Linked DNA regions of Anser cygnoides: regions 1 and 3 are each linked to region 2. A link is a contact called in public Hi-C data. All regions are on one chromosome and are shown on one strand. Each heading gives the region's core, a stretch centred on a gene start, on an enhancer-like site or on the middle of the called end of the contact. The rest is flanking DNA. Distances are from core to core; before and after follow the strand shown. Region 1 holds the start of LOC106032875 (ovoinhibitor-like). Region 2 holds the start of NIPAL4 (NIPA like domain containing 4). Region 3 overlaps LARP1 (La ribonucleoprotein 1, translational regulator).

The links. Hi-C and Micro-C count contacts between places; a contact is called where the count stands out from the background.
Region 1: a Hi-C map of liver shows a contact between it and region 2, with 4 times the contacts expected there. The contact joins the promoter of LOC106032875 here to the promoter of NIPAL4 in region 2. A contact is called at or near these places in 2 of 7 Hi-C or Micro-C datasets (both in liver).
Region 3: a contact with region 2 is called in a Hi-C map of liver, with 4 times the contacts expected there. The contact joins the enhancer-like site here to the promoter of NIPAL4 in region 2. A contact is called at or near these places in 2 of 7 Hi-C or Micro-C datasets (both in liver).

What each region holds. Positions count from the first base shown.
Region 1 is chr14:9,003,237-9,007,001 of Taihu_goose_T2T_genome, forward strand. LOC106032875 (ovoinhibitor-like) reads right to left here and starts at 1,799. Exons shown (of 25, transcript XM_013176081.3): 1 at 1,670-1,799; 2 at 864-883; 3 at 1-21. The coding sequence starts at 1,724.
Region 2 is chr14:8,145,378-8,149,101 of Taihu_goose_T2T_genome, forward strand. It overlaps NIPAL4 (NIPA like domain containing 4), which reads left to right and starts at 1,293. Exons shown (of 7, transcript XM_048057149.2): 1 at 1,293-1,329; 2 at 2,686-2,702; 3 at 2,704-2,935. The coding sequence starts at 1,293.
Region 3 is chr14:7,362,011-7,365,679 of Taihu_goose_T2T_genome, forward strand. The region is part of intron 2 of LARP1 (La ribonucleoprotein 1, translational regulator); the gene reads left to right. Among named protein-coding and RNA genes, the nearest start is that of LARP1, 21 kb to the left of the region's middle. Within about 2 kb of position 2,316, at least 3 of the 3 cell types and tissues checked have open chromatin away from gene starts, as enhancers often do. A contact at or near this core is called in liver, where this site is marked.

The DNA.
Region 1 (3,765 bases), core at 549-3,048, 860 kb after region 2:
GGAATACTGGCTGCAGTCAACCTGTGAAAGCAGCACAACATCAGCCCCAAGGTCAGCTCCTGCCCAGAAAGGACAAGCCACACAGCCTCCCACCTCCTGCAGCAGTGCCCACAGCTCCAGCCGGGAGGAAACCCAGAGGTATCATTTTGAACCTGCTCAAGCTGTCAAGAGCAGGGAAACTTCTCTACAGAAGTTTTTGATTACGCCTTCCTGCTGGGGGCTGGTGGAGGCACGACATGGAGGAAGGACAGCTGTGGGAGAGACGGTGCCTAATGAAGGCATCTGGTAACTGGGAGCCTGGCCGTACTCCATAGCCCCTCAGCTCAAAATCTGATCGTTTCCAATCATGCTACAGTCTCTGGTGAGTTACAGGAGTCTCGTAACTGCGTGGGAAGAACCTGCAGACAAATCCATCATGCGGACCCCGCCGTTTTCCTCAACCCAATATAAGGATAGAAAAGAACACAATACTGTGGGTCTTACCATATAGAAAAAAATATCAGAATCATGGTCTTTGATGCTTTCAAGCATATCGTCTTAAGACAACTTTCCTCTTGAGGAGGTAATATACTGCCTTTTGACTCGGAGTAACTCAATTATATTTAAGAGTTATTATAATAGGATTGTATAATTACTTCTTGCTTTCTTCATTTTACTTAATGAACTGAAAATAGTATAAATGGGGGGGTGTTTTACTTTCTCATGATTCGGCAATATCATTCAATCATGCACTGGCAAATATTATTTGAACAGCCAGGATTTCATTAGATTTAATCCACTTGCTCATCAGGTAATTATATACTGTTCCTATTTTACGAGAAGCTCAGAATAGAACAGAATAAATGGAAAAATCTGTAACTCACCTCAATTCCAAAGGTAATATCTAAAAGAAAAGTAGAGAGAGAAAAGAAAAAAATACATATATATTGATGTGCAGAGATGACATGCAAATCTTCCTATGAAACAATTAAATTCAGCGACTTGTCGATTGGTTTATTGCGTTTAAGAAAATGTAGTCTTACATTATGTTAGTAAGTGGTCATAAGATGAATTAAAAGTTACTAAATAAAGTTTCATTCCACTTCTGATGGCAGATAGAAGGGGGGAGACCACATGTATTAATCGGTTCCTAAGACATTACGGGGAAGTGATATAGGCATTTTCAATTCTGCACTCTGAGTTTAACCTCTTCTAAAAGATTTTGTATTTGATTTCCAGAAGCTCAGATGTGCATTTAAGATGGCTTTCGATCACCGGCACTATCCATCCCAAGACACAAACTTCTCAGTTACCGGGGACGGCACAGTAAAGTTTACAGAGCGATTCTAGCCATTAAAGTTTGCGCTTATGTTGCTCACATGGACACGGATGCCATTGCAAACAGCTTTGCTCTGCCCTTGTACCCAGTAGTTCCACATGCAAGCTCCTGCCATGCACTAAGACTGCTGCCTCAGCAATTTCCTCCTATAAACCAAGATGAAAGCAGTCATCTGCATGAGGTTTGCTGAAACCTGGATCTGTCAGTCTAATTATTTGCTACACTCTCAGGAAGAATATTCCTTCATGGAATAAGGCTGTCCTGCACATTACAAGACCGCAGTACTTTTGCTGATCGCCCAGCCACTGGTTCAGCTAAAGCAACCTATGCAATAGGACAGGAAACACTCACCTAAGAAGCAGCAGAGGGCTACAGCCGCTCTCACAAAGAGCCCGGTGGTCTTCATGGCAGACAGCAGCAGTGCCACTACAGCCCGCTCGCTCTCGGTGTGGGAGAGGAAGGGCACAGGTAGAAGTGGGAATATATAGCGAACTGTCATATCAAATGGTCCCACCTTATGATGTAACACCCAATCTGTCATCAGCACGGGAAACCAAAATGTATTTACCCAGCTCTGGATTTCTAGCTAATGATTGACGTGGGCACGTATGCCAGGAAGGGGCCTTTTGTGTGGCTTGAGGGGAACCAGCAAGTGGAGAGCGTGCCAGGGCCCCTCCGCTCCCGGATCTGCCCCAGCACATTGCAGGCTCTCATTTACCCTACGATTGAATAAATGCAATTAGGTTTTTCTCCTCTGCTGTAGTTTTCAACCAAGCTCCTAGCTGGTAGCCAAAACCCTCGTTATTTCACCTTGGAGCATGATTTTGCACTCTTCACTGCTACCTTCCATGTCAGTTTGAGCCTGGGCACTTGCAGCCCAGAAGGTTACCCCATTCTCTCTGGGAGAAATCCTGTTCTTCTGCCTTTAAAAAAAAACTCAGCAGAGATCTACTCCATGTACCAACTTTCTCTGTATTAAGGCAAGGAACAAAGCCATGAAGTTCGGTCCCAAATCCATCTTTTTGGCTGTTCACTGATAACTCCTGTGGTACCCTTTGTTCACACACTACCACCTCCCCTGTTGCCCGTTCCTGACCCACCTCGCCAAGCCTAAATGACACCATCCCACGGGGTAACAGGTCAAACGCTTTTGCTGTCTGGATAGACTAGATCTACTGTACTTCCTTTATCTAGGAAGTCAGCCAACTTTGTAAAGATTGATATTAGCCCATACACGATTATCTTCCGGCACATTCATAGCATACATTAATCATTCCTTTACACTTCATGTCTTGTTTTCTTCAAGCTTCAACTGAAGGTTTGCCCAGCATTAAAGTAACACAGCTTAGATCAGTCCTGAACATGTTTTTCTCCTTTATTTAAGCAGATTTTTGTCAATTCTATAGATTGGTCTCAAAACAAGTCTCCTCAGTTGGGATCCTAGATTTTCCAAGTTTTTAAGTTTTAATCTTTCATATTCTGTACTCAGTAGTAAAAATCCTTATTTACAGATCTATTTTTGGCATGATTTAAACAGAGTGAGCTCAGCTCAGTATTATTTTTCTAAGAGGAGGACATCAACACCCTTCTCACTTGAAAAGCAAATCCACAATAACATGATTTGGGGGATTACTTAATCGAAAATTCTGTTTGCTCCTCATATCCAGGAGCTCTGCTAACATTAGTAGTTTGCAGTGTGCATCTACAAAGTTAAAGTCTCCCCAGATACCAACATTTCCAGCTATGTTGATGCCTAGTGATGTTACAGAGGTCTCTATTCATGTATCTTGCTTTCGTTACTTCCCCGAAATTCAGCCTAGATATCTCCTGCCCTGTCCCTTATCTCAACAACACCAAGTGTCAAGGACTCCAGAGCTTTGGACCAACACAGCTCTCAAGTACAAGGACCTCTATTCATCCTGATCACCATATCCATCTTTCTCAGGGCTTATTGAAGCCAACTCTATCATCAATTAATGCTGCCTGTCAGAGGAAAATGCAACTTGACAACTTAATTGCCAGACTCCGTAAAAGCTGTCACGGTCAAGCAAATCCCTGCCAATGTCCACAAAGATGACACCTGAACCTTATCGGCAAGGAGACATTATTTGCAAACCAAATCTGCAGTTAAAATAGATTGACTCAGCACGTTCTGTCAAGATCACAGCAATTGTCTTCCAGATGAGTTATTAAATTCGGGGAATGTTTGCAATAGGAGATGGATTAAAGGGACAGAATAAAAAACACCTGTCGGTGATCTAGGGGAGGAACTGGGATCTAGAAAACAACACTTCAGCCGTAGCCCATGTCTGCTGCCCCCCGCCTCAGCTGCAATGCAGTGCTCGTTCACCCACATGGGCCAAGAAAGGATGTGACCCCTTTGAGGCCAGAAGGCAATGAAGCCAACCCATCTGTTTTTCAGAAATATATGCAGAATTTTTTTTTCT
Region 2 (3,724 bases), core at 43-2,542:
ATTGCCTCATGAAATATACAGTTTCTACCTAAAAATGCAGGCTTGCTGAAGGAAAACTAAGCAGCTTCTATTGGTTTTACTTATCACTACTGACCTACAGCAAAATCTGGCGATTGGATCCTGCTGCAGTGAAAGGGCTTTCGTATCAGCAGTGGGGTTGTGTACACACGGTCACTGCGCACAAATACAGGAATGGAGGACGTCAGCAGAGGAGGGTGAGGATGAAGGTAAAGCACATCGGAGTGCAACAGCCTCTGAAATGTTCGCACATCAATATTATCAGCAGGAGCAGGGACAGGAAGTTGATGGAGAAGTTAAACTGCCAATGGAATAGCCACAAAGCGATGTAAAATGAGTCCAAGTGACGGAGGAGCCCACACGTGCAGATGGACAACCCCAGGAGTACAGCAGGAGAGCCCCTACCCATCCCAGCGGGGCTGAAGCTGACTCTCTCAGGGCTGGGATTCAGCACAGAGACAGCAAAATCCTAAATCGCAGCCACTGCTGGTAAAACTGTGTCCTGCCCTCGTGGCGCTCCGCACCTCACAGCACGACAGTGCCCTTGCCACTGCACACTCGTCTTTTGTTGGTGTTTGTTTTTCAGATGTGCCTTTGCCGGCAGCCTTTTCTTTGACTCGAAGGTCAGATAAGGGAAAATCTGCCCTGACCTCCAGCAGAGAGCATGGCTTTGCCCTGCGAGCACACGATGCGGGGAACCCTGCGCCTGCCCCAGAACCTCTGTTAGGATGTACCCATCCTCCTTATACCACAACATGTTTCTCAGCCCCCCAACCTTGCCCTTCAGTCCTAAAAACTGCTGCGCACAGCCATAGGACTAAGTAGGGAACAACCAACACCGAAGCTTGAAGCAGCAGGACGCTTTCTGAAAAATTCCCTTGCTACCCCAATACCTCCTGCGACAGCCTTAGTAAGAGCAGCTGTGTTCAACACGGACACCACTCAGGATTTAATTTTTCCTGCCTGCTTTTAAGTTGTTCCCCGCTCTCAGCACACAGAGCACCCACACCCCGCAGCACCCCAAGACGGGGTCCCCCCCGCCCAGCCATGCACCCCGCATCCCATTCCCCCTCCAGCTCCTCCCCATCCCGGCCACCCGAGGGGACAACCACGCTCCCTCCCGAGCCGCACCGGGCTGGGGTGCGAGGCTTTTAGGGGCGGTGGCTTGCATGGGAAGAGGCTCCCGGAGCTGTAAGCCGGCCCCGTGCCGGAGGAGGAGCCGGCTCGGGGTGCCCGGGGATGCCGAGAGCCCTACGGAGGGCAGGACGGAGGAGATGGAGCGGCCGGGGGCGAACGGCAGCTGCAGCAACGGTGGGTGCACCCCGGGGGGGGGGGGGGAGCGGGGCGAGACCCGGGGGCTGAGCCCCCTGCGGGCTCACCCCGGCTCCGGGGCTCGCTTTTGGGGTTGGGTATTTTTATGGGGCGGGGGGAGCCTGCACGGGACAGAGGAAAGTCCCTTTCTTTACAAGGAGCGCAGAGCCCGGGCTGCGAGCACCACGCAGCACCCTGCCAGCCTGTTAGGGAAAACTAATTCTAACTAATTTTTTAGAAACTAATTTCTAACTTCCCCTTAGAAAAAAAAAAAAAAAGTTTGGATCCAAATCCTGAGCTCTGTGTGCAAGGGACGGGGCTGGAGGCTGCAGAAGATCTGAGGCACTTTGTTGGGTTAAGGAAGAGGTGGGACCCCTATTCAGGGAGCACTGTCAGCAGTTCAGCCATGGCACACCTCCGTCTGCTGAGAGAGATCCTTGCTCTGTAATCCCAGCGTGTGTTGAGGCAGAAAAATCAGTCTTTTAGTAGAAAGAAGCTTTTTATGACACTACGTGGCTGCTTTACTCCATAAGACCACAGTCACACCGCCTTTACTACACTCAGTTAAGACTGCAGGAGGGAGATGTGCTGGGTGTGGTAGGAACGTGAGGGTAGGAGGAAACTCAGCAATTTCCCACCCCCACAGCCACACGCCTCACTGGGGACAGGCTCAGTGCCTTCAGCACGGACAGCAGAGAGCTGTGCCTGCTTTCAGCTCTTCCACACCAGCAGGACTTGGTGTGCTTCACGAGCACGCAGCTACCCTGCGAGTAAGTGGAATGAACCCATTGCACAGTAAAGTAATGCAGAGAATAAACTTCGGTCCAGGATGAGCCTGTTGTCCTCGTACGAGCAATCACGTGGCTCTGCTCAGTACACAGAGCCAGGACAAATTTGCAGTTACAAAATGCTGGCAGTGCTCCATGTTAAACTCAAAGCTGCAGGCAAGCTGGCAGATGCAGGGTTAGATGACCAGGAAGCACCAAAGCCTTTGGATCAACAAGGCTGAGTGCTGGTAAGGTATAGTTCAAACTCATGATGGTAGAGAATCTCTGGTACGGATATTCAGAAATTCACATTACATTATTAGAGTGGTCCTCGTGGCCTCCCAGTTCATGGTGTGGGGGCTGGCAGGCACATCCAGTGTCAACGAGCTACTTGAACTGTGCTCCATAAATCTGCCACCAAAAATCCTGCCGTTTCCTTGAGAGATTATAGAGGCATCCTAAGTTTGAGCTGGAGGTGTCAAGAAGCTGGGTATGTGCAGTTATGGTGACAGCATGACAGTCCCAGGGCTAACAGAGGCACACTTGATGGTCACATCAGTAATTCTGTTTTATCTCCATGGTCTCACAGGGTCTCTACTCACCCTTTTCGTGCCTTTCCCACCAAGTTGTGTGCCGGGTGATCAGTGGTGCTGATCCCACTGGCTCAGTCCATGACAATGGGACATCAGATACCTCCTGGGTAGCTCGGCTGGAAAGCAATTATGGATTCTACATCGGCTTGGGCCTGGCTGTCTTCTCCAGCTTCCTCATCGGAAGCAGCGTCATCCTCAAGAAGAAGGGGCTGCTACGGCTGGTGGAGAAGGGAGGCACCAGGGCAGGTAAGGCTCTTGGGCCAGGAAGGGGAGGTCTGGCTGCTCCCAGAACTGCACGCATTGTCCAAAGCCCAGCACTCAAAAGGCAACACCTCTTTATCAGCCTTTTATCAGCATTGTAAATAAGACCTTTTGTGAATGTATTTTTGTGCATGGGACCCAGAGACGGGTGCTGTGCTGCAGCTGAGCAGCCACTTTATAAAGCCTTGTGTTGGAAGGGCTCAGCTATAAGCAATATTCCCTGCCTTGCACCACAGACAGCACAATGCACAATGCTGCGTGGTCAGGTGTGCACCCCTCAGAAGAACAATACATGCCCACTGCTGCTCTTACATGGAAAAATGGGGAGTCCAAGACAAAGCAGATGGTTGAAAGCTCTTTGAAATGGGCTCTTTTTGCACAATGCTGCAAATCATCACCATGCCACAGTCTGGAGCAAAACAGCACAGCTTCATGACCCCACTTTTGCTCTTATTGATGCATTAGGAGGCTTTGCCACCAAGTCACTGAGATAAGAATGCATCCCGATGTGCTTTAATTGTATTAGCAGGAGCCATTTATTCATGCAGGACTACACGCCTGCAATTTGTATAAGCCTTGCTTGTGGTTTTCAGAAGCGATACATCAGAAGTATGTTGCTCAGCATGTTGACTGATAACTTTCTTCTAGCACCAAGGTCTTGGGGTGAGTTGTGTGTTCGTATGCATATGTATGGATGGGGAGTGGTGGAGGAGCACTGCCTACAGCTGAATTGCACCGTGGAGTTGGACACAACCCATCAGCATTGCAAACATT
Region 3 (3,669 bases), core at 1,066-3,565, 780 kb before region 2:
CCGAGAGATGGGATTGCATTTCTGGCTGGTGGTGGCATGGTCATCTTGGTCTCGCAAGCGGAGCCGCTGCTCTTAGACGGAATCAGAGAAGCAGATCTGCAGCTGGTTTGATGCAGGCTTCAAGCACGAGGTCTGGTGGCCGCTTTGCAAGTGCGCGGTGCCCAAGGGAGGCGGCTGGTCCCGCAGGGAGGGCTCTACAGAAGCAGAGTTGGGCAGAGGAATCGCAGCAAGGAAGACTTAAGAGCGATGTTATTTGGATTACCTCAGTCTCCTTTCTAGAAGCGCAGCCTCTGGATCTCCTCTTGGGGGTGACAGCTCCTCCTGAGGTGTGTTTTGTGTCAAGTTTGCACCTTTTCCTTGCACGACCCCCTCGCCTCCCCCCGCCGGTGCCTGCGGTGGGAACCGGGCGGTCCCTGCTGGAAGGGGGCTCACGGCAGCGCTCGGCTCTCGCTCCCTGTCTGATCGCTGTTAAATATTTACAGTGAGACGTACCAGATGCTTCTGAGGAAGGCTTTTTGTCAGCTTCCAAGCCCCCGGTCGCAGCTGCAGCGAGGCTGACGGCCATTAAAGGGCTTGCATCTGTGCGGAGCCCTCGGCTGGGCTGCGACACGGTGACCTCGCGTTGCTCGCGCTGCGGGCCCCGCCGCTTGTGCTGTCTCATCGGCTGCAGCGGGCTGCGGGTGGAGAACACCCCTCTGCGGATGACAAGAGATTAATGATGTCTGGTCCTCAGGCTTTTTTCTTTGAAGCTCCTCCACCGCGCTGGGAGGCGGAGCGGGCGATGCTCTTGCAGGGCCGGCCTTTTGTAGCCGTGCACCTTTCTCCTGGGGCCGTCTCTGCGCGGTGACAGCACACGCGTGACCCCCGCACGGCTGCTTCTGCCCCCTTTTTGTTCCAGGCACAGCCCTGCCTGCCTCCTCGGCTTCCACAGAAGGAGGAGCGGGTTCGTCCAGGCGAGGCAGAGCTCCCAGGGCCAGCTCCGAGCATCACCGCCCTCCTGCCATCCAGGGCTGGATCCCGCAGCGGAGCCCCGCTTCCCCTCGCCGCCAGCCCAGCAGCTGGTGCCTCTGTGCCGAGTGCTCCCCCAGTGCTGGTCACCCCGGTCAGGTTCCCGGCATACCTCCTGCTTTCCAGATAAGCTCCAGGACCTTGGGCTGGGCCCTGTTTGTCGCGCTTGGTGCTTTATCAGCTCTCGGCCGCTGACAAGGTGACCTGCAGCACCAAGGACCGTGCGGGAGGGAAGGTCTCCCCGGCCCGTGCCGTGCTTTGGGATGGCACCGCTGGGACCCGCAGCGTGTGTGTGTGTGTGTGCGTGTGTGACCACGTGCACCCCGCATCACTCGTGTGCTGAGCACCCTGGTCTCGGCGCTGCGACCCGGCTCGGTGCTGGGCTTGCAGCGCGCCGTGTGGAGGTCAGCTCCGCGGCGAGGCCGGGCCCGGGAGGGGCGGTCTCGCTGGGTCATCGTTTTTCAAACTAAATATAGTCGCCTGTGCTTTCATAAGGCTGGGATTTTTGCGTCACGTGATTGTCTTATCCCTCCTGGCCGGCAGTCAGTCAGAGTAGGGGATCTTGTGTCTGAATGGGTAATAATTAACTGTTAACTAGCTTTTCATTAGAGGCTGGCAGAACAGGCAGAGCGGTGCCGCAGAGGTAAGCAGGAGCGGAGGAAACCCCTCGGGGTCCGTCCTGGAGGGTGGAGGCCAGTGCTGGTAGGACACCCCCCCTTTAATTTGCAAATCAGCAGCCCCCAAAGGTGAGCGGGTTGGTTTTTCTCGGGCGTTTTACGAGGAGTCGCGAGTCCTGCCGTGTCCTGCGCGTCTGTCCTTGCCGTCCTGTACTTCCTGCTCGCGTCGCCCCTCCCTCTCCCCAGCCGCTGATTTTTTTTTTTTCAGGTCACGAACTATCAGCTGGGCTCCGGGCCGCCCTGGAGGAGAGCCTGACCCTCGGCCTCCTCCACGGCTTGGCTCCTCTGCCTGCCCTCATTCTCCCCGGGCCGCTGCAGCCTCGTCTCGGTGCTGAGCGCGCCCCGCCGTCCTCCCCGCCCCGCCGCCGAGGTGCCCTTGCTGTGCCTCGGCGCCCCGAGCAGCAGCTGAACCAACTCGCCTCTTTTCTCAGGGTCTGCAGCCCCAGCCCGCCCCTGACGGACGTCCACAGGTTGCAGGACCGACGTGGCGTCTGCCGCTGCGGGAGCCGCGAGCGCTGCCGGCTTTTCCAGCCCTCTCCATTAACCGTTTAATCCGCCGGGGAGCGTTTGCAGATGTCCTCGGAGGCATCGGAGCGGCTGGCGTCGCTCTCCTGCGGGATGACAGGGGAATTGCTGGCTCAGTGCTCGGCCGGCCAGGGACGTGCCCGTGCCAGGGAAGCCGGGTCAGGCGCCGGGGCTGGAGCTGCGCGGCACCGTGGGCGCTACTCCGCTCTCCCGGGGACAGCAAGGTGGCTCCGTATTGCGCCCTGCTTGTGGCACCAGGGAGCTGGGCATCCCTGGCCGCGTCCCTGCTGCAGTTTGGGAGCCACCGGCTCTCCCAGCAAAGACCGTGGGAGAAGTCAGCTTTCCTCAGAAAACTGGGGAATTTCTTGTCGTCTCCTCCTGCGCGACCCAGGGGTCGGTGCAGGGCGTGCGTGTTTGGCGTCTGTGGTGAAAGTTTCCTAGAAATTCTCTTGGGGAAGGATGTCACTTGAAAAGGCAGCCGAAAGATGTCACTTGCCCTTAAGATGGTTCATTTGCTACCTTTAACAGCAGTCAGCTGTGCCAGGAAAAATCCACGGCATCCTCGCTGGTGCTGTTAGTGCTGGAAGCACCCAGTGGCATTTCTTTACCCGCTCCTTCCTGACCGCAGCTTGGCTGTGAGCTGAAGGGTTCTTACCCTGAACCGGAGGGCCGCGGGAGAGCTTTGTGCAGCGCTGGTAAACCCACACCAGTCCTGGGAGCAAACGGGAGTCAGACGCTGCGGGTGTGTGCGTGCAGGAGCTTGTAGCTCAGTTACAGGCGTTCAAAAAGAAATTCTGTTCGTAGCCTCCCTGTGACCGGGGCTGCGTAATAACGGGTGCCCCCGCTTGTTGGGAAGCGCTGTGCCCGCCTGCGCTGCCTTTGGGCTGCAGTCAGCAAGGGGACAGGCTGCAGATTCACCTTCCCCTGCTCGGGAGCCATCTGAGGAACATCAGCCGAGGGATGCGAGGCGTTGCGGAGCTGGGAACAAAGCTCCGGAGCCGTGCTCCCAGCCCAGGGCTCTGGCTCCGTCCCGCTGCCGCCCATCAGCCTGCCCTCAGCCTGCCCCTCTGCGTTTTCCTGGGGCCAGCCCCCGTGCTCCGGGAGCTTGCTTTAGGACACCCAGGTAGGAGTGTTCCCATGCTCTCCGCAGCGCTGTCAGATGCCCTTTTTGAAGTTATTTTTAGCGAGTGATCTTTGCAGCCGTCGCAGAGCTTACATTGCGGAGAAGTGTAGGCAGCTCCTCGCTTCCTTCCCTGTTACAGCAGGGCTTGTGAGGTGGAGCCGTCTGCCGAGGAGCTGCAGAAAATTGCTTGGAAGGCTTTGAGCCGCGGCGCCTGCAGCTCGTCTCGCTCCTGCCGAACGTGCTTCCCATGTGCTTCACGGGATCCTGCTCCGCTCTGCACTTTGAGGGCTTTTGCTTGGTCCTCACCTCGCCCGTCGTACAGCAGTTTTTCTTGCA